3 separate regions of the Sus scrofa genome follow, and regions 1 and 2 are each linked to region 3. Evidence: chromatin contacts called from public Hi-C and HiChIP or PLAC-seq data. All regions are on one chromosome and are shown on one strand. The core of a region is the stretch at or near the end of the contact, and the rest is flanking DNA. Distances in the headings are between cores, read along the strand shown.

Region 1 (4,095 bases), core at 1,210-3,709, 290 kb before region 3:
GATTTCATTATATTTGGGGAAATTTTCATCAATCAGAGATTTAGCAGCTACCAAAAAAGACCTCCACAATTCATCTTTCATAACATGAGTATAACTTCTAATCTCTACACTAAGGATAAAAATTACTAAATATAAGGAAAAATGATTCATAAACTATAATATTTCTTGGCAAGAAAAAACTGCTTTATGATTTTTAAGATGTTTGAAAATTTAAATGAAACTTAGCTGTTTGAAATTAGTGCCAGATGCAACACAACTCAAACACAATTCACTAGCTGCATCACATTCACTATGATTTAGTAAAAGATATTCAATAATTCTATATTTCATAGAAATCTCACAAATACAAGTATTTCATTCACAAAATGCATGGTTTGGCAGGTTTCCAGGGCAGGAATTTGCTGGAGGGAAGGCAAATTTATTGATTAAAATAAATCAAATGACTGACATTTCCTCCAGAAAACTGGCAAAAATCATAATATCCAGAGACTGAAAGTTTTATAACCAAAACCAGAAGAAAAGTCTGAGCTATCTATACTTATTATAGAAATACTATATCATAAACAATTAGGTATTTGAGAATTTTCAAATTAACATTGAGAGGATTTTAAAATAGCTATTTTTGGAATAGGACTTTTCAGAAAACTTTGAGGTTGAAATCTAGTGGGAGTAAGTCTTTGGAGGACTTATACTTCGAATCCCCCTCTATCCTTTGCACATTATATGCTGTAAACAATGAGCATTCTTTGGTGGAACACATACAGAAACAATCCAGATAGTTCTAAAGCAGGCCAACAATATTTCCTTCCTATCCATATCTCATTCTTACTCCTTTGAGCTCTCTTTCCCCATTTTGGTTACACTTCCACCATCAGAATTTGTTATGGACTGAATGTCTGGGTACCCCTAAAATTCATACATTGAAATCCTAACTTCCAGGGCAGCTGTATTTGGAGATGGGGCCCTCAGGCAATTAATTAAGGTTACATGTGGTCATAAGGGCAGGTCTCTGAGCCAGCATGATTAGAGTCCTTTTATGAAGAAACACCAGATACCCGTTCCTTTTTCTCTCCCCCTCCTTACGCAAATGCACAGAGATCTCAGGAGCACACAGCAAGATGACTGCTGCCTACAAGCCAAGAGAAGAGGCCTCAGAATGAGACCTCTTTGCCAGTGCCTTGATCTTAGCCATCCCAACCTCCAGAATTGTAAGAAATAAAAATTTTTGTTGTTTAAGCTACTTAGTCTGTGGCATTTCATTATGCAGCTCAAGTCAGCAACTGAGAGGCTCAATGTAACCAGCACAACAGCATTTTCGTGCACATCTTCCTTAACTTTTCACAGATTTGGATTCAGGGAAAACATTAGTGAGAGGCTGAGTACCTTTGGCCAGGAGAGTTTCATGCAGATCTGTGAATCACTCAGCCCAGATTCCATTCTAGAATCAGGGGATGTGAGAGTGAGAAAGGACCTTCACAACCTAAGCTTGTCAGTTCGGGTTCTGCTATGACTCTGGGGTCATCAACTACTCCATACACCTGCCACATCAATGGGGGTGAGGTGTGTAGAGAGTTAAATAATAAACATGTGTTTACACTACATCGTGCTATGTTATTGAGTGCATATACAAAAGTTTTACACATTTTTAGGATATTTCTAAAAAAGGCATTATTCACAATGTTAAGGACAATAACAACAAATGGCTGAAAGACTAAAAATTACTGTAGGTAATGGCTTAAGGAGTTCATGTGCATTTTGTTATATAATCGTCACAGCATTAGCAAATAGGAACGTATTCTTATTTTTACAGAATGTTTTTTTCAGAAAATGGCAGCATTCTAAAACAGCTCCATCACGGTCATATTATTTTCTTACTAGAGCTTTTCTTCCCCTTGCTTATTTTCTACGCTTCCCCCTCCCCAAGCCCCTTCTCAGAGCCTCAACCAGTGGCTCCCACGGAAAAGGAGCTCAAAGAGCTTTTGGCCAAGGGCACACTGCTGGTCAGTGAAGCAGCCGCCACGAGAGCAGGAGTTGGGACCCTTTAGCTCTAAATAGAGGCTGGCAGGGTGCCTGCTCCATAAATATGTGCAGAAAAGCGGGGGAAACGGCAAGAGAGCGAGGGGGAAAGGACGAATGAATGGAAACGTTCCCAGAAATGTCTAGAGAGCTTCCGCAGTGACTCTCCCTCCTTGGGCAATGAACTCTGTTCAACCAGCTCTTTCCTCACCTGAGAGCGCCGGAGTACGGCAGGGGATGGAGAAAGAACAAAGTCTTTTAAAAGTCCATAATAAAGGAGAAAACGGCGAGAGAAAAGCGGGTAGAGAAGGAGAAAGGAAAAAACTGCTCATTTCTTACGGATTTAATAGCAGAGTGGAGCTCGGCCGGTTGCCATGGCGACCGCAGGCCAGAATGGCCCCAGCCCATTGGCTGATATGCCGGAGCCAATGAGAAAGCGCGTTGTTGGTGGGTCTTAAGATGGCTGACGGGCGGCCGGCTCCGGACCGGTGAGTACGGCTGAGTGCGGGGCTGGGTCCCGGCCGGCGCAGGCTCCGGTGAGACGGGTCTGGGAAGGCAGGGTGCGGGGACTTGGGGGGCCAGCGCGAGCGGTCTCATAGCATCTCCGCTGGGCCCGCGGGAGCGTCGGCGGAGCTGGCTTCCGCTTTGCTCAGACCGGGCGTCGGAGCGCCTTCCCCAGCCTGTTGGTCGGAAAGGGGTTCTCCTTCCTACCCCAGCCAGAGTGAGAGTAAGGAGGCTTTCGCTCCGGGAAACCGGCTCCTGTTTACAGTCGCTGTACCCGGGAAAGAGCTGCAGTTAATGGGAGTGTCAGCAAGCTAGACATCCTACATCAGAATCTGCGGCGCTTAGCGCTTAGTTCTGGGCCGGGAGGGGACTCTTCCCGTTTTGGGGATCGGAGTGTGGCGCTGCTGCCGGCGAGCCTGCAGAGGACCGGGTTGTGCAGCCAAGCAAGAAAAGTGTACCTTTCTAGAGCCACCCTCTCTCTGTCTTGAACCGTGTAAGTATTCTCACAGCTGCAACCGATTTAAAATGAGCCTCGAAATGTTATTGGTTACCTGTAAATCTTTCCATGTAGGGTCTTGAGTCTGGGAAAGAGTTTTCTAGCCCTTGGCTAAACAAAACACCCTCTTTAATTAAAACATGTCCATACATGCAGAATCCTGCTAAATAAACGGTTTATCTGGGTAATCAGATTGATAACTTAAATCTGAAGTGTGGCCTCTGATTCAGTTGTTCTTTCTCTACCTTTTTGAGAAATGGGAACACATTTATTTCATAAACGTGAATAGGACATTAATGTTGCATTACATTAATGTTACATTACATTAATGTTGATAGTAACATGCTTAAAAGTATTTTAATTAAGTACCTAATTCACAATCACAGAAAGTGATTATTGTGTAAATTATTTAAAACAATCTTCAGATTGGTGGGTGATGATTTATGTTTGTCATACAAGGAAGATTAAATTCAGATGGGGCAAGATTCAGGTTTCTCTGATTAGTTCTAATTGAATACAAAATATGGGAAATAAGACAGCTTCCTTTGGTAATAATGGAATTGAAATTCTGGAGTGTTAGAAGCTGGAGACATTTACCCAATAAACTGCTCAGATTGGGTTTTGGTTATAAACAGTTGTCAGGTCTTCCAGAAAATGTGACATTATTACAATACAAGACCTCTGAATGTGACTTTGATGTATGCAGTTTAGTATAGCATTTTATGTAGCTTTTAAAAAGTGAGAAAAAAATTCTTCTTAATCAAATTTTATCAGATTATAGGCTGGGGACCTTCTTCAGCCTCACCCTCAAATCTTTGTCTCTAAGAATGTATTACTATTTAAACTCTGCCCTCTTTAGAGTTTTGAACCTGTAGAGTTCTATTTCTCTAAAATAAATGGATCGCAGTGTATCAGGTGAGTCAGTTACCTCATTTGTAAAAGGGGTTTAGCTAATAATTCCTAGTGGAAGGGTCATTGTGAGGATTAAGGGTAAAACTGCCTGTCACATTGTTTGTATGCCCTGTACAGCAATGACCTCCTTTGTTTTCTTGCTGGTTTTGTTTCTTGTGTCATATTTG
Region 2 (3,676 bases), core at 630-3,129, 460 kb after region 3:
GCGGCGAACAGTGCTGAGCCCCGGAGGTTTCCACCCGCGCGGGTTCCAGCCCCTTCCCGAGCCTCTCGGGGGAAAAAAAAAAAAAAAAAGATTAAAACAAACCCCAGACTATGCAGACTATGCCATGGGGTCGCGAGGGTCTCTTCGTCTCCGGAAGAGGGTCAGAAACCAAGTCGCGGGTCTGGGATGCAGGGGCTCGGAGTAGGTGGCGAACAGGATCGAACGCAGTCGAAGGCGAACCTGGCCGCCGGGCCCTGTCCGCGCCCCCTCGGAGCCTGGGTGTCTAGGGCCTCGCGGAGGAGACGGAGAGCCTGGGGACCTCGCGGGCTCCGGATTCCTTGCTGGCAGGCACTCGGAGCTGCCTGGGACAGCCTGCCTGGACCCGAGAACATTCGGGAACAAGTCCTCTGTCTGCACCCTTCCCTAAAAGGGACCAGCAGCCGCAGGCCGGCCCCCAAACCGGCCGCTGCTCGGAGACTGGGGACTAACACGGTGCCCGGCCCCTTGCCGCCCTGTTTCCGTAGCCGGCGCGCGCGGACGGTCGAGCCGGAGGAAGCTCCGTCCAGGCCTCGCCAGGCGCCTATCCCGAGCAGGCCGAGGGTGGTGAGGGATGCGGCGCGTTGCAGCCCCGCGACGTGGCACGTACCTTGGAAGCGGTGGCCCAGATATCGGTAGCGGTGGATGAGCCAGGGGTAGAAGGTGGACGGGTCCCGCTGCTGCGAGGCGAAGAGGGGGTGTGGCGAGTGCGAGGAGGGCAGGGGGTGGGCGGCCAGGGCGTGCGGCGGCGGCACCGGGTGCACTGGCACGGCGGGGTTGGGCGGGTGCGAGACCGCCTCAGCGAACACCAAGTCCGGGTTGGAGTAGACGCCCCTGCCGGCGGCGGCGGCGGCGGCCGAGTGGAAGCCGTTGAGGAACGGGTTTATGGGGCTGGAGTTGGCGTAGCTGAGCGCCGCGGGACGGATGGGGTCCTCGGAGCGCGAGGCGGGCAGGGGACTGTCCTTGGCCACCAGCGACTCGATGGTGAAGCAGCGCTTGGGCGCCGGCTGGAACATGCTGTGCCGAGGAGCGGGCGCCCGGGGCTCCCGGCTCCCGGCGACCGCGGCGCGCTGCCTCCGCCGCCCGCTGTCCGCTGCCCGCGGCAAGGACGGACGGGAATTGGGGACTTGTTTGTTGGGGGTGGGGGTGGGGGGAGGAAAGGAAGAAAGAAAGGAAAGGAAAGGAAAAAGGAAAGGAGGGGGAGGGGGAGGGAGAGAGAACGCCGTGGATCCCGAGAATCTTGCACCAAACGCGCCCAACCTGGAGAGAGGAGGAAAAATCCTTCCAGAAGAATTTGCAGGCGTGGATTGGGGTAATTTTTTTTGGGGGGGGGCGAGATGGCGTGGGGGGATCGGAGTTAGAGGCGCGCGGGGGGGGGAGTTTCTCGGGGGAGGCAAAAAAAAAAGTTTTCTCTCCTCTGCAAAAGGCGGGCAGGGCGCCCTAAGTCCAAGGACAATCCATGGAAGTGTTCGCTTCTTCACAAGTTGTGCAAACGATTTGTTAGTTCATGAGCCTAATTAGTGCGGGGATCACATAAACAGCTTCCTCCGAAGCCTGGTAAATGGCTTGATGATTGGTCGCTATTACTCGCCCTGAGGTGGAAGGGGGGAGACTCTTTAAAGTGCGTCAGAGGGAGGCGAGCGCCTGGGAACCCGGAGGCCTGGATCCGGGCCGAGAGTGGAACGGAGTCGGCGCCGCTGCCTTGGCCGAACCTCCTGCGCCCGCCGGGCCGCCTGGCCTCTTCGCGCCGTAACCCCGCGCTCCTAGCTCACTCGCTCCTGCGGCGCCCGCTGCGGCTTCTTCTCCTCTTTCGCCTCCTCCTCTTCCTTCGGCTTCTTCTCCTCCTCCTCCTCCTCTTCCTCCTTCTTCTCCTCCTCCTCTTTCCCCACCTCCTCCCCCTCAGCCACCGCCTCCTTTTCCACCACCAACACCACTCCCTCCGGGGCACCCCGGTCCTTGCAGAGTCCCCAGCCGGCGCGGCCTCCGCTGCGATCCCCTGGATCCTGAACCTGCTGAGCCCAAGCTGGTGGGACAGATGGACACAGTGACACAGATTTCTTGTGCGTAGCTCTCCTCTGCTACTGCCCCCCGCGGCCCGGCATCAGAGGACCTGGGATCGCCCCGGGAGCACGCGAGGGTAAGCGGGCAAGGGTTGGTTCCGGACGAGGGTAACGGAGCTGTTCGGTCGGACCAATCCCCACCCCCAGCAAAACTCCTGTCGGTTTCCTAGGTGAGGAGAGAGGCCCGAGCAGGGTGTCCTCCAACTACGCAAAGCTTTGAGGTCCGGGGTCGCTGCGTTCGCGATTCTTGGCTGGGCTCGTCCGTTTGCGAGTTGGGACGGAGCGGCTGAACCTTCCCCGGGCGGCGGGCTTCCCACTCTCCCACAGGCACTTAATTTTTCTCTCTGGGAGGGTGCTCATCCCCACCCCCACCCCCCAAAAAAACACAATTCCTTCTGCAACATCTGGGACTGGGGGGGATCCAAGGTCAAGGGAGAGGCTAACGTGGTACTACTATTACTGAGACGTTGTCGTTATTGTTTCGGTTAATGTGGTTGTCGGTGTTATTATCGCTGCTGTTATTATTACAGTTATTATTATTATCTCTATTTCTATTATTATTCTGCCATCTGTTGTCCCAGGCGGCGGATCGCTGTGCAAACCTAGGGCTTGCAACTAGGGAGTACAGATCGCTTCTCCGGTCCCAGGCCGTGTCCGCATTTTCGAGCTCGCCTTCGGTTTTGGGATGATTTTAGGGCTGAGTTCCCTCGTCCCCATTGGCTCACGCAGCGGCATAATTATGATCACATCCCCCAGGCTGCTGGCGCTGCTCTCTGTTTATTGGTGGTTAAAGATCTATTATCTATTCATCAGTCGCCTCTTTTTTCCTCTTTTTTTTTTCTTTCTGCCAATTACATTCTTCTAAATTGAAGTACCAGCAGGTATTTTGCACGTTTACAATTAATGATTTTTTTTAATCTGACGTCGTTTAAATCTATTACTTGGAGGCCCATGTCATTTCTCTTAAGGTTGAAGAAATGCCTGTGTTTGGAGACTAGGTTGCTGTGAGACCCCAAAAAAATGTCAGCTGGGAGAGGGAGAAGAGGGAAGTCCTGTTAGGTCAGACTGCAACACCAGCAGTTTCATCAGTTGAAGGTCCCCAAGTCTTAGACGTGTCCCCTTGCTTTCCCAGCTACCCCCTCCCTGCCTTGGGATCTCCCCCTGATCCTCTGTGGTTTCGTCTGCTGTGTATTTATGTTTGTGTCAATTTCTCGACTTTTTTCTTCCAAGGATAGTCTGTGTTGGGGGAGGGTGGCAGGAGGAGGGTCCAAACTCCTTTTGGAAAACACTCCAGGCAAGTAGTTAGGAATGTGTTTTCTGGGGTTGTCTGGGCATCTGACCTTAGTGAAAGCCCAATGAGATCATCTGTACTACCTCACCCAGTGTTCTCAGGACACATATACTACACACACTCATACACACATGCATACACAAGATAGGTATGGGCCTCAGCTCTGCATTCACACCCCAAGAAATCTACTCCTGGCTCAGGCTGTGGTCCTCTGATGCTGGCTCTGGGTGGGGGCCTTGGCTGGGTTTTCCCCCCTATCGGGTACCCTATCGGGTACAAGGATCCAGGG
Region 3 (3,630 bases), core at 577-3,076:
AACACAGTCCCTCACACTTTTATAATCATTTTAAGTTGGAAAAGTGTATGCACATCTATCATATGGTTTTACTCTCAAAATTAGTCTTGTAAAGGGAGAAAGGCATTAAGCCATTGGATCAGTGAGTGTCTATTGCCTGCTAAGCACTGCGAAAGGAAGAGCCACCACACACAAGGCAATTCAAAGAGCTAAGACCTTCCTTAGGAAGACATGAACAGAAACAAGTACAATAAACTCTAACAGAGAAATGGAGGGGCAAAAGAAGTTAGAATTATGTTCTGTAATTTGCTAGGAAATGCACATGTATTATCCTGTAATACCCCTCCCAATTCTGTAATAGCAATTTTACCAACAATTTAGGGACCGGGAAATCTAGGCTCCCAGGAATCCAGGAAGCTAAGTTCCTTGCCTCAGGAAGCTAGGTGCCCATCGAGAGCTTTGTACTGAATTTCGGGCAGTCAGGACCTCAAGCAAGGCTCCTGACTCATCATCAGCCATTACCCATACTTTTCCCACTGGATTAGGCTGGTTTCAGAAAACCTGCAGTCTTAACACATCCCAATTTTCTTCACTTAACAGAGTCCATCCGTCTTCGCCCTCAGGGTAAGTAAGGAATTTGTCAGTCGCCCTTGGTGAAGGAGGCTGTTTGTTTTCTTAGTTGACTTCGTTTTTAATACTTGCAGATTGACCACTGGGTTTGGCTTCTGAAGTTAGATGAGTGCCCAGGGGTTCCTTTTGATGTTAAGCCCTTACAGTTGTCATGGGGTCTCAGCCATAACGGAGAGCTATTTTAACAGTGAAAAAAACCAAGCCTCAGGGAAGGGAAATAACTTGACCAAGGTCGTTCAGACTGATGGTAGCAGATGTGGGATCAAGAACTAGGTCTGTGTCCAGCCCAGTACTCATCGTGACCTTTATTAATTCCCTGTGTTGGCTTTGGGATCTTTTTCTCTGCTTCCCTCTCTTCTGTCATCTGAGTAGGGGGTGGCATTCCAGTCAGTTAATCGCCTCTCTTTTCAAATAGAGAAGAGTGACTGAGGGTTTGGGGAAAGGTGTGTTTTTCGGCCAATGAAGGGGACTGATTTATTTCACCGCTATTCATCGAATGCCCGCTTGGTGCCAGGCACTGGGCATCCCGGGTGCAGCAAGGACAGCGTCCAAAGATTGAAACCGGGTTTCTCCCTAGGCCGGCAGTTCCTGGCCTAGACTGCTTTCCTCTCGGAGCGGTCTTTCGCTGTCCCCAGAGACTCCTTGACGTGCGGGTCCCCAACTCCCCGGCACCCCGGATCGTGACAAGGACCAAGCGAGGTGAACCCGCTGGATCAACACGCTGCCCTGGGAGCCGAGCTCGCGGCCTCAGCGCCCACGCGGCACACCCCCGGTCACCACGGCAACCAGGGAGGTGCTGACCCCTGACCCCATGGCTCCGCCCGGCCCCGCCCCACGCGTTCCTGAGATCAACATGGAGAAGGCCAACCCGGAAGTGCCGGCGCCGCCCGCCCGGTGCTAGGAGCCGCCGGCTCCGGGAAGGCTGAGCCCCGCGCCCGCCGCCGTGCTGCCCAGGGCCTGTCCCTGGTCCTCCTGCTGCGGGGCGGCCGCCTCCCCTGCCCCTGGTCCCACTCCACCCCGCGGCGACCCGCCCCCGCCCCACCTCCGCCCGAGAGGAGGAGCCGAGGCGAGGGGAGGAGGAGGAGGGAGAGGTTTGCGAGAGGGAGCGAGGCCGTGCGAGCGGCCGGCGGTTCGTATTACCGGGGTCGGGAGGAGGAGCCCGACCGGGCCGGTGGACCTGCACCCGGGAGGCGCGGAGGAGGCGGGGGCGGCCCGGCCGCGAGGAAGCGGGCGGGAGCCGGGGGCTGGGAGTCCGGGCAGGAGGCGCCCTCCCACTTGCGCCGCCCGCAGCCCGGGCCTTGGCGGTCGGGCCTTAGCTGCCCGCAGGCCCGGGAGTCCCCCCCCCACTCCCCGCCGCCGCCGAGGGCCGGTCCCGAGGGCCGGCGGAGCGTTGAGGTGTGGACGCGAGGCGCGGGCCTCCGCGCGGAGGCCTGGACGGCGCGGCCAGGTGATGGTGGGGCCCTGTGTTTCTCCAGAGGAAAGGGGACCCCCAGAGCAGCCGTCTTTGGGCTGCCCCAGCGAGGCGTTTGGACGTCAGCCCTAGGGAAGTCGGGCAGCTGTGCGGTTGCCTGTCTCCGTAAGTGCCCTTAGGATGCAGTGATTAAGGAATTAGGCTCTCCCTCCCGGGAGGGGCACTGCCTGCGCTGTGAACTCGGTGCAGAGAAAAAGGACAGGATGATGCTTTCCGAGCAAGCCCAAAAGTGGTTTCCGACCCACGTGCAGGTCACCGTGCTCCAAGCCAAAGATCTTAAGCCAAAAGGCAAAAGTGGCACCAATGACACATACACTATAATTCAGCTGGGCAAAGAAAAGTACTCCACCTCCGTAGCTGAGAAAACGCTTGAGCCAGTCTGGAAGGAAGAGGCCTCTTTTGAGCTCCCTGGATTGCTAATGCAGGGGAATCCAGAGAAATACATCCTTTTCCTCATAGTTATGCACAGGTCCCTGGTGGGTCTGGATAAGTTTTTAGGGCAGGTGGCCATCAATCTCAATGACATCTTTGAGGACAAACAAAGAAGGAAAACAGAGTAAGTTATGTAATTTATTTTGAATTGGGGGGAGCGTAATTTTATCTTCTTTATGGATTTTTCTGTTCTTGGAAGTTACTTGTCTACCTGGGGCATGGGTTTGGGGACTGAAATATGACCCAGTTTTAAGCACCATATTTGCATGAGTCTGAAGTAAAAATAGCCCTTGTGAAGAAACATTTTCATAAATGGAGTCTTTAATGATCCCTTACTCTCTCACTTGTTCGAGGCAAACATCTTCGTTAACTGAATGTTTTGCACACGATTTTAAGTATATTAATATTGTTTCACTTCTAAGAGGACAGGAACAGTGTTGACCAGCTAAAACAACATATATGTAAAATGTTATACTCTTTAAACATTACAGTTTTTCAGGAAATGGAACAGCCATCAGAAAGCCAAATCTGCCAATGTAAGGTCTTTTAGATGGGTAGATAGATTGATTGATTTTGCAGTTGAACTCTTACGATGTCAAGTGATAAATTACCCAAGTTAGGACTCAGTATTTTATTTCAGCATTATAAACACAGTTGGCTTTTATTTTAGCTCAGGCATTTTTCAGGGTCAGCACATCTCGATGGAGTCTAAAGCTGTTAAAAAAAAGTTTCAAAAGTGGGTACCAACATCCTCGACCTTGAACGCCATTACTTCCAAGTTCTGCAAAGCCAGGGTGTTTAGACCATATTACATGTTGTCAGATTGGAGACTGATTAAATTCTTGTGAGGAAATGATTTAATGACATCTTCAGTAAAAATCATAGGCCTTTTTAATCTGACTTCCAAACGTAGAATAGATATAGAGTCTAATTTAAAAAGCCATAATATAAGTTAAAACTAGGATGTTATGTCTTAAATTGAAAAATAGTATGTTTTCTGAGGTAGGGATACCCAGCCCTTCTTTAAGCTTGTAATTTCTCTCTTCTGAGAGAACATTAAAGCTGATGGAATTTATGAGAGAAAAATATGGGTTGCATTGACAAGAGGACTTCAGATT

The links. Hi-C and Micro-C count contacts between places; a contact is called where the count stands out from the background. HiChIP or PLAC-seq counts read pairs in DNA pulled down with a chosen protein or histone mark.
Region 1: an H3K27ac HiChIP or PLAC-seq map of alveolar macrophages shows a contact between it and region 3. The contact joins the promoter of FAM204A here to the promoter of RAB11FIP2 in region 3. A contact is called at or near these places in 2 of 47 Hi-C or Micro-C datasets (epiblast stem cells and liver) and 1 of 2 datasets of contacts at active chromatin or transcription factors (alveolar macrophages).
Region 2: a Hi-C map of embryonic fibroblasts shows a contact between it and region 3, with 2.3 times the contacts expected there. The contact joins the promoter of EMX2 here to the promoter of RAB11FIP2 in region 3. A contact is called at or near these places in 2 of 5 promoter capture datasets (fetal skeletal muscle and liver), 10 of 47 Hi-C or Micro-C datasets (brain, embryonic fibroblasts, fetal skeletal muscle and 4 more) and 1 of 2 datasets of contacts at active chromatin or transcription factors (skeletal muscle).

What each region holds. Positions count from the first base shown.
Region 1 is chr14:128,400,909-128,405,003 of Sscrofa11.1, reverse strand. It overlaps FAM204A (family with sequence similarity 204 member A), which reads left to right and starts at 2,459. Exons shown (of 10, transcript NM_001185171.1): 1 at 2,459-2,504; 2 at 2,786-3,013. LOC110256774 (a long non-coding RNA gene) reads right to left here and starts at 2,480. Exons shown (of 3, transcript XR_002338732.1): 1 at 2,356-2,480.
Region 2 is chr14:127,648,167-127,651,842 of Sscrofa11.1, reverse strand. It overlaps EMX2 (homeobox protein EMX2), which reads right to left and starts at 1,879. Exons shown (of 3, transcript XM_005671489.3): 1 at 647-1,879. The coding sequence starts at 1,052. LOC102164998 (a long non-coding RNA gene) reads left to right here and starts at 2,037. Exons shown (of 4, transcript XR_002338715.1): 1 at 2,037-2,173.
Region 3 is chr14:128,109,145-128,112,774 of Sscrofa11.1, reverse strand. RAB11FIP2 (rab11 family-interacting protein 2) reads left to right here and starts at 1,826. Exons shown (of 5, transcript XM_001927901.6): 1 at 1,826-2,636. The coding sequence starts at 2,284.